2 separate regions of the Ostrinia nubilalis genome follow, and region 2 is linked to region 1. A link is a contact called in public Hi-C data. All regions are on one chromosome and are shown on one strand. Each heading gives the region's core, a stretch centred on a gene start, on an enhancer-like site or on the middle of the called end of the contact. The rest is flanking DNA. Distances are from core to core; before and after follow the strand shown.

Evidence for each region. A called contact is a pair of places that touch in the nucleus more often than the background predicts.
Region 2: a Hi-C map of whole larva shows a contact between it and region 1, with 10 times the contacts expected there. The contact joins the promoter of LOC135085025 here to the promoter of LOC135084789 in region 1. A contact is called at or near these places in 2 of 5 Hi-C or Micro-C datasets (whole body and whole larva).

What each region holds. Positions count from the first base shown.
Region 1 is chr27:3,000,904-3,003,921 of ilOstNubi1.1, forward strand. It overlaps LOC135084789 (dymeclin), which reads left to right and starts at 1,625. Exons shown (of 25, transcript XM_063979527.1): 1 at 1,625-1,735. It overlaps LOC135084852 (putative ATP-dependent RNA helicase TDRD12), which reads right to left and starts at 1,239. Exons shown (of 3, transcript XM_063979588.1): 1 at 864-1,239. The coding sequence starts at 1,138.
Region 2 is chr27:3,561,729-3,564,746 of ilOstNubi1.1, forward strand. It overlaps LOC135085025 (myb-like protein X), which reads left to right and starts at 1,440. Exons shown (of 17, transcript XM_063979807.1): 1 at 1,440-1,481; 2 at 1,610-1,757; 3 at 2,457-2,512. The coding sequence starts at 1,677. It overlaps LOC135084746, which reads right to left and starts at 1,248. Exons shown (of 19, transcript XM_063979485.1): 1 at 962-1,248; 2 at 794-837. The coding sequence starts at 1,058.

The DNA.
Region 1 (3,018 bases), core at 375-2,874:
AGATGCAACTCAAAAGTAACTAGAAGTTGCAGTTTCGTTGCAATTGCGTTTCACCATATGTTCTGGACCTTAAGGTATTTATTTATCTACCCATGTGAAGTTTAAAGTGAGCCACTAGTTTAGTAAGAAAAAAAGGATATTGAAATGTTTCAATGTAGTTTTGCTGAAAACTTAAAGTGAATAAATTTTCATAACCTAGTTTCATGCAAATTTTTGCAAATTCGCTCTCAGAAACATATTTTATGTAAATTAAATATCTTTTTTTTATATTCAATTAACAATAAATAAGCTTATTTGTCTTTTAAACTACATAAAATTCAATACATCAAAAATTTATCCTAAAATAAAATAAAAATTTTCACACCATGTGAAAAATTGGTGATTTTTAATAAAAAGAGAAATTAAATAATCAGTAGCTATAATGAGATTGTAGTTACCTTTTTTTGGGAAATATTATCTTTAGGAATAGTTCTTGCAACGGACGAAGGCGAGTGAGCTTTACTTGTGTGTGTATGTTTATTTATATGCACATAACGTAGTGTAATCAAAACTTTTGAAGAATGAACAGTAGAGAGCCACCACACATGTAAAGCTCTCTCGCCTGTGATTTGCAACAACTTTAATTATTGTAAAAGAACAGTGATGTTGGACAAACTATAATCATTAGATTATAATAATAAGCATGTCTTTCGCGCAGCTACATCAATGGATGAATTTTATGGATACGCAAAGAACACAAAATGACAAAAAGTACTAAAAAAATATTTTATTTTGGTAGCTGTAGAAGCTCCTAATAATCGATAGACCATTATTTCAATCAATCCGGCATTATTGAAAAAGTATTATCAATGTTTTCAACCTACCTGCGATCTATGTGTGTCGGGCAAAACCATACTTCCTTAGCGTCAGCAAACGTTTCCTGCATCATTAAAGTTACAGCCGGCACCCAATCTCGACATCGCTGATAAACGGTGCTTTCTTTACCGCTCTCCAAGTCTATAGTATTTTCAAAGGGTAGAATACCGTATATTCCTAGTTGTTCGTAGTTGTATTCTTTATTTTCTGAGACTACTTCAACCCATATCAAATGGGGGCTCCGATAGTGGAGGACCTCCACTAAGTAGCGGTCAGGCCCCATGATTATAGTTCCTAGTGCCTACTGCCCGGCCAATTTAGCTGCATCGATCGGCTGAAGACTTCACACAACTATAGTTTTTATAATTTTCAGCATCTCTCGTGGTGGACTCGATTGAAAATTCAAAGAGTGAAAGAGAAAAATAATGAGTGAATGGGCAGGAAATGAGACAAGCGGTCGTCGTTCATTCGTTCCTCGCATATTTTGTCTATGACCATTCATTCAATAATGTTGCCAGTAATGCCAACACACTTTACCCTTAACCCTTAACTTTATCCAAACTCAAACTGACTGAACACGTACTTAATACGATTTATTTTAACAATCGAATTATAACAATCAGGGGCATTGCCGGTAAATTACGAGCCATCATTTTAATTTTCTTGTGTATTTTTTGCTTTTGGTCCTGGATAAAATTGTGTTGTCTGCATGATAGTTAATATTAAAAAAAAGAAAAACAATGACATTGTCAAAAAATTGACAGTTCATGTATGACAAAACGGCAATGATTTCGTGGCGAAAATAGTTTTCGGCGTTATAAATTAATTATTTGTTGTTGTGCTTATGTTCTTGTTATTGCCGAGTCAGTAAACTATCCAGGTAACTTTTTGTTCCTATTAAAACCGTCTGAACAAACGATACTGCTTACTACGCACAGTGTATAGATCTGTTATAGTTTTACCCATTAACTTCTAATAAAACGCATATAGGCTTTAATTTACGACTCAATTCACTCAATACACAGCCTTAGTACATGCTTTACATATCTGATAAGAAATATTGATCTACAAGACGGTTACAAAAGGATTTTCAGCTTAAATTTCAGTTTACTAACATACAACTGCATAGTATGTGTGAAGTGTTGGATCAATGCAAAGAGTATGCAAATCACAACACTTTGAACTCCGACCCCACTAATTTCAATAACTGCAGTCATGTAATGGCCATTCTTGCCTACTATGCTGAATTTAAGAGTGAATATTGTAGGTTTTCTAGCTATAGAACATGAAAATACTATGCTTATTATCTTCTCATAATGTACTTAAGTGTGAACAGAAAACAAGTGTATTATTTGGTAGTCTGTAACACCAAGTTTGATTATAGTTTTTATTGGGATCAACTTCATATCAGTTGTGTTTCTAAAAATTTCTTCCATATTTTAGAAAACATAATTCACTTTCTTTACTCTGATAAAATATACAGATATAAATTACAGTGTGAATCATATTTGATTCACAGGATAAGTGGCAATCTAGTTTGTTTATTATATTGTGATTAGAAATAAGATTATTTTATTGTATTTAAATTGTTATCAATGAAGTGAATTAAAACACACAAGTGTAAGCCTAAAAGTGTAAATCAATAGCTCAATCAGGCATTGAATTACATAAAATTCAAGGCTTAATTATAAGATTTTTGTGTTGCAATATGGCCAATGTTGGGAATTTGGACCAAATCTTCATTGCTCTGCTAGAGAGAGATGTGCTCCTGCAGAGACTAAGGCCCAGAACAGATGGTGAAACGCAACTGCAACGAAACTGCAACTTTCTGATGATTCTTATGAATGAAACTGAAACTGAAAGTTTCAAACTGGTCGCGTCATGTGTGGTCTCTCAACGGATGCTATGGCAGAAACTTAGATGCAACTCAAAAGTACTAGCAGTTGCAGTTTCGTTCCAGTTGCGTTTCACCGTCTGTTCTGGGCCTAAATGACCATAATGATTTGGCTTATTAATCTAAACAAGGGATAAATATTTTCACACTCTTAATGCTCACTTGTATGTATAGTTTTCATTGTTTTTATCATCATCTTCATCTCACCTGATGGAAAGTGATGATGAAATGGTATTAAGTAACTCTTAGGACTTACATAAAGGAGTATT
Region 2 (3,018 bases), core at 190-2,689, 560 kb after region 1:
CCCTACTCTTCCCGCGGGTGTCGTAAGAGGCGACTTAGGGACTACACATCAAACAGAGAATGGGCAGCAGCGCTCTCTGAAACACATCAATCTTTTAAACTGCGATCTCCAACCCGCCTGCCTAGCGTGGAGATTATGGCAAAACCCTCCACTATAGTGGAGGAGGCTCATAGTCCAGCAGTGGACTGTAAAGGGCTGTTGATGATGATGATGATGTTTTAACTATCCCACCATTGTTTTAACCTTCTTAGGTTGAAAAGCCTTGAAACAAGCAAGTTCTATGGTGATAACTTTATATTTACTACAGTAGTAGGTACCTATTTGATGTCAAATAAATGTCCATGACCCTGAATATAAAAAGAAAGATGAGTTTTTGACTAAATCTCTACCTGTTTTACAAAGATATCTCTGTATTAAAGTAATTTATACTTTAAAAAACCCTTATTATTTGATGTGATTATGAAAACAAAATAAATTATAACACAAACAAAAAGTTTCATGCAAAAGTGGGAGTAAAACATACTAACTGACATCATACCACAAACCATTCATGATTGTAGCCTATAACTGGGCCACAGAACAACCATACACATACATACAGGCGTACACAGACGCGCCGTGGTCATCCCCGCGTTATCTAGCAATTTCTCAACAGTACAAGTGAACAAAACTTGCATATTTAAACGGATAGCCGCTGAGGCATTCAATTTATTACTTTCTCCAACTAACAAAATGTTCTCGCGAACTATGAATGAAATTACCAACGTACATAAACAAAATAACATTCACTTACGTCGTATGGTGCATTTTTTTCAGCGATCGAGGCTTTATCGCGGTCTGAAAATGGAAAGAGCACAAATAAGCAACTAGGTTGATCCGAGATGTTCGACCGAGAAATACGATTATGCCATTGGTATGTTGTATAACCGATGTTGTATTATTAGATTTAGAAGTACACTACCATCGTCCTCGGAGCCCGATGGCCCGGTTGCGCTTTCAGTCTTTTTGGGGACTGTGCTATCCATAACTTCGATATGATCACTGTCCCCCGAGGCCATTTTTGTTTTCCTGTTACACCCCCTATTTTGAAGTCTCTCGATTCAATGTATGCACAATATTAATTCTCATGGCTCACATCACACTTGCATCGCTAGCACAATGATTCACTATAATTTAATTAGAAGAAATCAATTAGTTTACGCGAAAACGCTCGCCCGAAGCATTCGACTGACACGACCGCTCATTGTAACTGTGTTGCCAACTGAAAAATAAATTACCATTAATACCATAGACTAGAAACTTATGTCGACAGTGATGTTCTAATCTGCTTCTCCCACAAAAACCGTAAATCGTAAACAAAATAAGCATTTTAAGGGTTAAACAAAAAAAAATACAATCAAATGGCAACCATACTCTCTAATCTGTGATGGCAACACCGAGGAACGCCATGTTTATTTCTTTTCCGTCATTCCTTTGCCGCGGTAAGATTTTTAAGGTTATTTCTTATCTTGGCGTCTTTAGTTATTTTCGCTGAATAATACAACATAATATTATTAACGGATAGACGATTACTGTGTGAATAAACAACTGTGGTGTTTTGAAATTCCAGCCATTTAGCGCTACGGTGTTGGTATCGTCTGAAGCGTTTGCTATTTGATTTGCGGCATTCTATCAAAATGGGAAAAAAAGTGAGAGAATACAAGTCTGGAGACTTCATTTTCGCCAAAGTTAAAGGGTATCCAGCATGGCCAGCCAGGGTGAGTGCTATCAGGGCTTGTAACGAGCAATCTAACTTGCAAAAACGCTGTAATGAATTCTAATTGGATGAGCGCGGGAAGACATATTTGAGTGATGCTTTCCATCCGAATTTTGTGGCATTGCTTGTGAAATTGTGAGCATTTCAAGCTTCTAAACTCATCACAGTTCCCCACGATCCTGTTAAACCATCCAAAAGCCAGTTTCTCTTACAATAAAACCAAGAAATGTACATTAACATTGTGGACCCATTTGCCAACGCGTCGCCCACTCAGTGCGCTTACCCTGCATCGTTTAACAATATCTAACATGTTATCAGTGCTCAGTTTGCGAATACATTAACTACATTCGATGTTGTTGAAAACTTTAACAGTTATCACTGTTACAGCCATCTTGTAACCAATTTTGTACTGAAAAACTAAAATGCTAATTTAGTTCTTTGTTGGAATATGTTTGATTTTAAATCCCTAGTATTTTAAACAATAATGAGCATCTACTCAAAGTATTTAGAAAAAATATGTAAATACATAATGTAAAATGATAATTACTAGTTTTCATGAATAAAATAATTAGTTTTAGAACAAACCTTAGAATAAATTTATTCTAGTATGATGCACCATAAGTAGGTAACATTTTATTCGTATTAATTTATAATTCATAATGTTGAACTTTTCGATTGATAAATAAATTTTTTGTTTCAGGTACAAAGACTGAATGGCAAGAAATATTTTGTATATTTCTATGGAACAGGAGAAACGTAAGTTGCTAACAAATAAAATAACTGTATTTCACCCAGTTCAAATAACTTTTTTGAATTAAATACCAAATAATTAGCATAATAACTAAGGCAATAAAAGAAATTATGTCTAACAAGAATTAATAAAATGTGAGACTATGAGCAATAAATAAGAATTTGACAAAGCAAAACCAACTTGACATTTTATTATGTTTACTTCATTGCACAAAGAACTTTAACTTTGTCTCCTAGCAGGTAGTTGAACCCAGGACCTCCTGTTCTACATAATAGCTACTAAATCACTTAGCAATGGCATTAATCATGATACATAGAGGATTTTTTTGTATCTGCCGCTCTCCTATTCATTGCTATGCCTTTAGACACTAGAGGTGCACATAATAATTAGTAGGTAAAGGGTAAGGATAAAATCCATTTAATGCAATGTGAAAAAATAATTTAACTGGATGCAAGCCGCTACCAACCGGTTAACATGGAAATCATGGAGGCCTATGTTAAACAGTGAATAT